Linked DNA regions of Zea mays: regions 2 and 3 are each linked to region 1. Evidence: chromatin contacts called from public Hi-C data. All regions are on one chromosome and are shown on one strand. The core of a region is the stretch at or near the end of the contact, and the rest is flanking DNA. Distances in the headings are between cores, read along the strand shown.

The links. A called contact is a pair of places that touch in the nucleus more often than the background predicts.
Region 2: a Hi-C map of ear shows a contact between it and region 1, with 3 times the contacts expected there. The contact joins the promoter of LOC100282863 here to the promoter of LOC100283692 in region 1. A contact is called at or near these places in 2 of 25 Hi-C or Micro-C datasets (ear and leaf).
Region 3: a Hi-C map of ear shows a contact between it and region 1, with 3 times the contacts expected there. The contact joins the promoter of LOC100276585 here to the promoter of LOC100283692 in region 1. A contact is called at or near these places in 4 of 25 Hi-C or Micro-C datasets (ear, endosperm, leaf and 1 more).

Annotation. Positions count from the first base shown.
Region 1 is chr1:70,691,177-70,693,924 of Zm-B73-REFERENCE-NAM-5.0, forward strand. LOC100283692 (sterol-4-alpha-carboxylate 3-dehydrogenase, decarboxylating) reads left to right here and starts at 1,414. Exons shown (of 12, transcript NM_001156593.1): 1 at 1,414-1,748. The coding sequence starts at 1,508.
Region 2 is chr1:71,082,379-71,085,126 of Zm-B73-REFERENCE-NAM-5.0, forward strand. LOC100282863 (ids4-like protein) reads left to right here and starts at 1,332. Exons shown (of 1, transcript NM_001155769.2): 1 at 1,332-2,605. The coding sequence starts at 1,653. The coding sequence ends at 2,405.
Region 3 is chr1:70,426,566-70,429,313 of Zm-B73-REFERENCE-NAM-5.0, forward strand. LOC100276585 (Protein TIFY 10B) reads right to left here and starts at 1,335. Exons shown (of 5, transcript NM_001150339.2): 1 at 1,063-1,335; 2 at 581-710; 3 at 1-5. The coding sequence starts at 1,180.

The DNA of each region.
Region 1 (2,748 bases), core at 164-2,663:
ACCGTTATATATTCATGTGATATTAGGTTTATTGTGATGATGCTTGTGTTGGCATTGCAGGGTGGGTCGACCAGTTTCGTGTGTTAGGCTGCCAATTGCACCACATGGTAACATGACCCGTGATGAGCGTATGGTAATTTACTTTCACGGCCATCGACAATGTATGGGTTCCTTGCTGATATGCCCCAGCCTAGGCTCCCTGCTGGTATGCCGAGGATCTGTCATCTGTAGCAACCAGAACTGGCCAACATGAAATTTATGCTTTGTGGTTTGCATGAACTTTGATTTGCGGTGCCATTCCCAACGCCTCCTCTTATTTTCCATCTGCTACGCGCTAACGTTCAGGCATATCTTGCCAAACTTTAATGAGTGCTGGTGGAATAGAATTATCTTGGATATCTTAATCTGTGATTGCACATCGAGCGCCGGGCTCGCGCCAGCCTGGACCGCTAGGAACGCAGCTCTCCTGCATTTTTGCTTATGCAGGCGAGCGAGCAAAAAAAAGCTCTAGGCTGCACGCGCAGATGTAAGTAGCCGTCATACACTGCAGCCATCCAAACACGAGCGGAGCACGGTCAACATGACGTCCGCTCGGTCAACGCGACGCCATGGGCCTGGACGCCACCAACCAACCAATCACGTGATCAGTTACCAATACCAAGCACTGAAGGTTGCTACTGATGCTCATATGGAAGAACAAACATCTGAATCGTGAAGTGCTGCTTCCTTGCAGAGGTGAAGGCTTTTCTGTTGGATATTCAGCCCCTTTTAATGAATCAAAAAGAGAGAAAGCTGGCAGATACACTGAATCACAAGTATTCATATTATTTTTAACCCATACCAGCAACTTCCCAAGTGACAGAAAATTCAAGCATTATATTCCATACTAAATACATTAAATGTACAAGGATTGCTTGTTTCATAACAATTCCGTGACTATTGGGGAAGAATTTGTGAGATATTGAGCTCGATAATATAAGTGTTTTTGTTTTCATTTAAGAGTTGCGCACCAACATTTTTATCGAATAATTTATGTTCCTTCTCAACACATGTCACTGATTTAACTGTGAATATCATTATATATATTCCCTCTTTCTTGAATATTCGTCATCAGCTAATTTATTTTTAAACTAAAACGTGATAAATAAAAAAGGAAGGAATAAATATAACGTTGCAACATATAATATACACGTTTAAGTTAGTATATTTTTTTCTTTTATTCCCATTACAACGTGCGCACAAAAAGTGGCACCAAAACTTTGAACGGTGGCCATGCTGGAGCGCTTCCCTGTGGCCAACTGGCCAATGGAGGAGAAATATGAACCAACCAATGACAAGTCGGACCCACTGGATTGACAGCCTCTGACGCCGAAAAAGCCACAGATCGGATCGCGGCGGGCAGAGGCCACCTCCGGATTCGGGCGCTCGGCGTAGCCGCGCAGTGGTGTGTCTGCCTCCCTCCTTGTATCCTCCTCGAATTCGAGCGGCGGCGACGGCGGGAAGGGAGATGGAGGCGGTTAGAGGCGATGGGAGGTGGTGCGTGGTGACTGGCGGCCGCGGGTTCGCCGCGAGGCATCTGGTGACGATGCTGCTCCGCTCCGGCGAGTGGCGGGTGCGCGTGGCCGACCTGGGCCCTGCCATCACGCTCGACCGCGACGAAGAAGAGGGTTTCCTGGGTGCTGCTCTCCGCGAAGGCCAGGCCGTCTACGTGTCCGCCGACCTCCGTGACAAGGCCCAGGTCGCCAGAGGTGCGTGGTCTCCCATTTGCCCCCCTTCCCATGTTGTTAGCCAGGTTGGAATCATAAGGCGACGCGGCGGTGCCCTTTCGTTTCGTGTGTGTGTGGGGGGGGATCTGAAGATCCCTTCTATTGGAGGAAGTGGATGTGTTGGTGTCCACTCTTGGGGGCTGCTTAAGAAATCGGATGAACTAGTGATGCTGGACATTGGGGACACATAATTTGGTTCGCAATATTGCTAATATCTGCCTTATATAATCTTCACTTAGTTCCATATGATTGAGCTAACTTTATGTATAGTGTTGATCCCATTTTTGTGGAACTTCCTATTAGCTTCACACTGTGTACATTCCTGGTTATGAGTTTTGTCTAATGTCTAGTTTATATAGTGGCCTAGTGCTTTATTTCGTCCCAGATATTGCTCCTATGTTGATCTTGTTGAAACTAATGAGTTAATCCACAAAGGGTTCACTGTTGAAACCAATGAGTTCATCCAAAGAGGGTTCACCCGTGTGATGTGGAGGTAAGTGGTGGTACAAAACTAGGATCCAGTTTCTGATATTTCAGCTACGGATTTGATGTTTCTTAATCATTGGCATTAACCCGCCTTAGCCTGTAGGATATAATTGGGTGTCATATACTGATATGAGAAATGCATTAAATTGTTTCTCTGTCTTACAATTTTCTAATGAAAATTTGCTGCTAATAATGGGAAGTTTTGAACCAGCTCAGTATGATATTAAACCATACCAGTAAGTTAATGTTATAACTTATAAGGGTGGACTCAAAGCCGGAGTCTTCCAAATGAGTGAGGTCTAGGAAAGGGATAAGCCGAGCAAGCCCTCCCCGCAAATGTGGAGAGACTGCTTCAAACCCGCGACATAGTGACTCAGTGAGACAACTGTCACCATTGTACCCTAAACCCTTTGATGATCTGTGGTCTCTCAAACTTTTTAATCTTCCATATGATATTGAGTATCATAGAAACATAAGTACATATGTGATGGATTTA
Region 2 (2,748 bases), core at 82-2,581, 390 kb after region 1:
CTAAAATAAGAGGAATACTCACCCAACCTCTATGACTTTAAGAAAGATACTCCTCTCTATGTGGTACCTTCGATGAAATTAGAGCGAAGAGTAGATGCATGGGTCATTGAAATAGTCTTGCATCAAACAGTCATGGTTGTTTTCATGATCCCAACCAATGTAGCTCTGATGATGCATCCTTTGCTTCCTTCTCATTGAAGACTAGAAAGTAAGCTTTGTCGTTGTATCTATCATAGTTTGATACTACATATCGAGTGGAGGAGACCACGAAAGACATGGCAAATCAACGATAATGGTTTGGTGGAGTAAAAGGAGAGTGACATGAGTGTAATAGGAAGTAGTATGAGCGAATTGGAGAATAATGGGTAGAATCAACCTAATCATCCTCTTCTATTTATAAATCGAATTCCATTTTTATTTTTAATTTTTAATAACTTTAAAACAATGTGAACCAATCAAAATATAACATATGGCTATAAACGGTTGATACAGACAAGTTCACTAACATGTGGATTGGTGTCGGACCCATCATTCAGCCAATAGAACCGATCAATCCTAAGCCGAGCCAGCATCATTCGTGGACTCCACCGTGTCAACGCTAGGTTTCAACAACTGTTTAATGGGGTCTTGGGCTGACTTCGATGGATCGTGTAAAATAGGGAATATGGATTGTAGATAACACTGTTTGACGCTGATTGTAGAGTGAAGTTTGGAATAGAATAAGATAGAGAATAAAAATAAGGAATCGGTCGGAGATGGCCTTACGTACAGTTCTATTGGAGCAAAGAGATATGACATACAGAATACATCTTTATTTGAATTGGCTAATACTACTTGTATTATACTCCCTTCGTATCAATTTATAATCTGTTTGATATTTTTATTTCAAGTTTGATTAGCTCATCTTATTTAAAAAATCATAATTGTTATTAATCGTTACTGTGATGACGTTTAGTATGTAATACTCCCTCCATTCCAAATTATAATTCGTTTGACTTTGATATCCCAAGTTTGATCGGCCCGTCTTATTTAATTTTTTTACGAAAAATGAAAATTTCAAAAACATATTTAAATTATATTATATGCTAAACAATATCATAGCAATAATATGATTTTTTTAATAAGACGAGTCGGTTAAATTTGGAATAAAAAAGTTAAATGAATTATAAATTAGAACGATAGGAGTATACTTTAAATATAACTTTATATTTATTTATTTTTATGAAAAAATTGAATAAGACGAAAAGATCAAACATGTTAGTTTTTTTAAAAAAAAGTCATATGAATTATAAATTGAGAGGGCCCGTCTGTGTCCCCAGCACCCAGCAGACGAACACAAGAGTCCCATCCCATCCCATCCCATAGAAACTGTGATGTGATCCTGCTCTCCCCTTCGTTACACGCAACGCATACGCATGGCATATGCTCCCACAGATTCGCTTCTCCCGGGCCTTCCCTCCTGTTCTGCTGCTGCTCGAATGCTCCAACTAACACCCACCTCCCTCCCTATATTAAGCTGCCCGTCGCTAATGATTCAGCCTCCTCTTATTCTCATTCGATTACACACACACACGGAGAGATCAAATTGATACACTGCGATCTCGATCAAACAAATCAAAAAAAAAAAAAATCTTGCGAGACATTACTGACCGATGAAGTTCGGCAAGCGCCTCAAGAAGCAGATCGAGGAGAGCCTGCCGGAGTGGCGGAGCCAGTTCCTCAACTACAAGGAGCTGAAGCGGCGCGTGAATGCCGTGTCCTCCCGCGGGTCGGCGGCGGATCCGTCGTCGTCCAGCGCCGCGGAGGCCGACTTCCTGACGCTCCTGGACGCCGAGATCGACAAGTTCAACGCCTTCTTCCTGGAGCGGGAGGAGGAGTTCGTGATCCGGCAGAGGGAGCTCCAGGAGCGCATCGGGCGTGCGGGCGGGCCCGAGGCCACGCTGGCGCGCGTCCGGCGCGAGGTGGTGGACTTGCACGGCGAGATGGTGCTGCTGCTCAACTACAGCAGCGTCAACTACACGGGCCTCGCCAAGATCCTCAAGAAGTTCGACAAGCGCACCGGCGGCGTGCTCCGCCTCCCCGTCATCGCGCGGGTGCTGCGGCAGCCCTTCTTCACCACCGACCTCATCTCCGAGCTGGTCAGGGACTGCGAGGCCGCGATGGAGGCCGTCTTCCCGCCCGCCGCCAGCAGGGACCTCCACGGGCGCCAGGCGCTGGCCGTCGCCGGGCAGGGCATCTTCCGCAACACCGTCGCCGCGCTGCTCACCATGCAGGAGGTGCGCAGCGGGAGCTCCACCGTCGGCCATTTCTCGCTGCCGCCCATGCAGCCGCTGCCGGAGTCGGACTGGCTCGTCCAGTCCGTTGACAGCACGCCGACGGCGTCGCCCCTCATCCCCACGCAGTGACTGACGACACCATGGTCCACTTCCAGTTCCATGATCCATGGCACTACAGTGCTACAGCACAGCGGGGCGTATTATATAGTATGCAATATATATACGAGAAGGCACAATAATCTACATACTGTAGTGGTGCTCTGTATGCGGCTGATGTGTACAGTAGTAGTATTTTTTTTTCTCCTTTTGTTGATGAGGTGTTCTTTTCTGCTCCCTTTCTTATTTTACCATCTTTTACCGAAGAAGAAGAATAATAATAATAATAATAATAATAATAATAATAATAATAATAATAATAATAATAATAATAATAATAATAATAATAATAATAATTAGTACTACTAGGACTAGT
Region 3 (2,748 bases), core at 85-2,584, 260 kb before region 1:
GCTCCCTGAGAATCAGGATGTTTCCGGTTGTCAAATTTGGTGGCTAACTTATACGCATGAAACGACTTCAACGAGTTAAAATTTTGAAGTTTCAGAACTTGCGTGGCACCAATTGTTCATTCATTTAGTTTCGGAGCGCCAAGTTCTACAGATTCATGGATGGACCTTCTACCATTCAACCACTACGACATAGCAAGAAAGCTTTGGCACACATCACAGAAAGCTTTGCCGGAGATTGTTTGGCAGTCTGGTTTGCAGTGTGAGAAGCCCTACGAACAATACTCTTCAAATATTCAGTTTCAGATGATAAATTAACTTCTCACTATTTTCTGAAGACAAAGATCTGGGTTGTACTGCTGTGTGTGGAGATCGAACCATCTACATCGATCTGAGGCACAACTGTTTGACAAATAAAAAACTGGCCACCAAGAGCTGCTTCTCACAGCAGCTAGATTGTTTTTTTTTTTTTTACGTTTTCAGTCATCAACTGACTACAGCAATAGTACCATGCTAACATGACATGAGAATGGCTGTGAACTGAAACCCAAAAGAACAGAGAGGTATCTATTTCGTCAAGTACCTCGCATCAGGGGCTTCCTTCGTGGCGGCCTCCGAGCCGAATCCAGCGATCTGGGGGAAGAGATCCATGGTCTCCTTCCCCGTCTCCCCCTTTTCCATGTCCGTCGACGTCCTCTTTGCATCGGATTCAGCTGAAACAGGATAGAGCACTCTGCTTCAGTAAAAGTTCAGCCGATAATTTTCAGATAGACTGTACAGAGATGGACAGGAAGCTATCAGATTCGGATGTTAGATCAGCCAGAAGCCCAAATTCTTGATCGAAACCAAATACAAGTGACATATTTGCTTCCAGGTCAAGACTTCGGGACCAGATCTGACACGAGACGACTACGGGAGCACCTCAAAATAGCAACTTTTAGCATGAATCGCACCTCAATTCACCGCTTCTCCCCAACAAACACCGCTAAACTCCCAACAGATAAAGAACACCTACCGACCTCCTCGAGACCCCAAATTTTTCCTCAACAAGAGAAGAGGCTTCACCTCTGATAGCGAGGCCGAGATCGGCAGCGGCGGCACCGTTCTGCCTGACGTAGCGGCTGAGCAGGCTGCAGGCCATGGCGAAGCTGGTCGCCTTCTCCCCGGATTCCGCAGGTGCCATCTTCGCCGCAGGCCTCAAATCTCCACCGCAACTCCGCAAGCAGAAGCGAAAGCCTCCGAATCGACACGAAACCTGATTCAATTTACTCTACTCCCTCGCTCGATGTACTGTTGCTGCTCTGCCCTCCTCTTTCCCCCTTCCTCCGCCGTCTGGGCGTGCTGGGCGTGCATAAAAATGAAGAGGCACTGGGCTCATCTTTATTCCCATTCATAAATTGCGAGTTGGATTCTTTCTCCATTTTAAGCACGTTCTTCTCGTGGTTGCTGGGAGAGCTACTATTGGTCGGAGGTGCCCCAGGTGGCAGAATCCTGATGGTTTGGGATGGCTGGTGCCCGCTGTTTGGAGCAGTGCGCCTGATCGTGGCTGCGGATCGGATCGCCGTCGCCATCTCGGCTCCAATTACCAGCAGAATTCGGATTTCCTGCGGCGGCAGCAGGAGACAGACTCCACCTACGCGCGGTAAGGGCTTGATCGGAGGATTAGAGGAGATTTGATGGGTTTAAAACTTTAAATTCGTAGATGTCAAAATCTTTGATATTTTTTTTCATTCTGACTAAGGCCTTGTTCGTTTGTGCCGGATTGGTGGATCAGAACGATTCTTAACCGGGTTGATTCTCTAATTTATATAAACTTTAATTAACCGGAACAATTCTAAGTGTAATCCGATACAAACGAACAAGATCTAAGTGGTCAACAGAATAACTTGGTTTCTAGCCACCGGTATTGAACCAAAAAAATGGACGTAACTACTAGCTATATGCTAGTTAGCACATTTGACCAAACTGTTAGGGATTAATGTTCATCTTTTTAGCTTTAAATTAATTTATTATAAAATAAATTTCATAAGTAATATAATAGCATTTATTTAATATTATAAACATTAATATTTTTATCAATAGATAATTAAACTTAAGATACTAAATATAAAATTTTGCTAAGATAGAGGGAGTACTATTTCATACAACTCGCTTTGTTGGTGACTTAGAGCAAATTTGGTTTCTTTAGTCCAAGGATAAAGTTTAATCTCTATTTTCTTTGGTTCTAGAGACTAAAAATATTCATATATTATTAAATAAATTGAAATAAGACTAAAATGACATTCACCATTCTTCTGCCAGTACTCTTCTTTCACTATAACAGAAATAACTAAGAGAAGATGGAATTTGAAAGGGAATTAGACTTACACCTTTTTCCTAATTGATTTTGGTGGTTGAATTGCCCAACACAAATAATTAGACTAACTAGTTTGCTCTAGTCTATAAGTTTTACAGGTGCCAAAGGTTCACAACAAGCCAATAAAAAGACCAAAGATGAGTTCAAATAAAGAGAGCTAAAGACATCCCAAAGGCACCCTGGTCTGGCGCACCGGACTGTCCGGTGTGCCACCGGACAGTGTCCGGTGCACCAGGGAACTCGACGCTGAACTCTTCACCTTCGGAAAAAAGGGAGGCCGCTCCGCTATAATTCACCGGACTGTCCGGTGTGCCAGCGGAGCAACGACTACTTCGCACGCAACAGTCGACTGCAACGCATTTAATGCGCGCCTGAGCGTGCAGAGGACAGAGCAC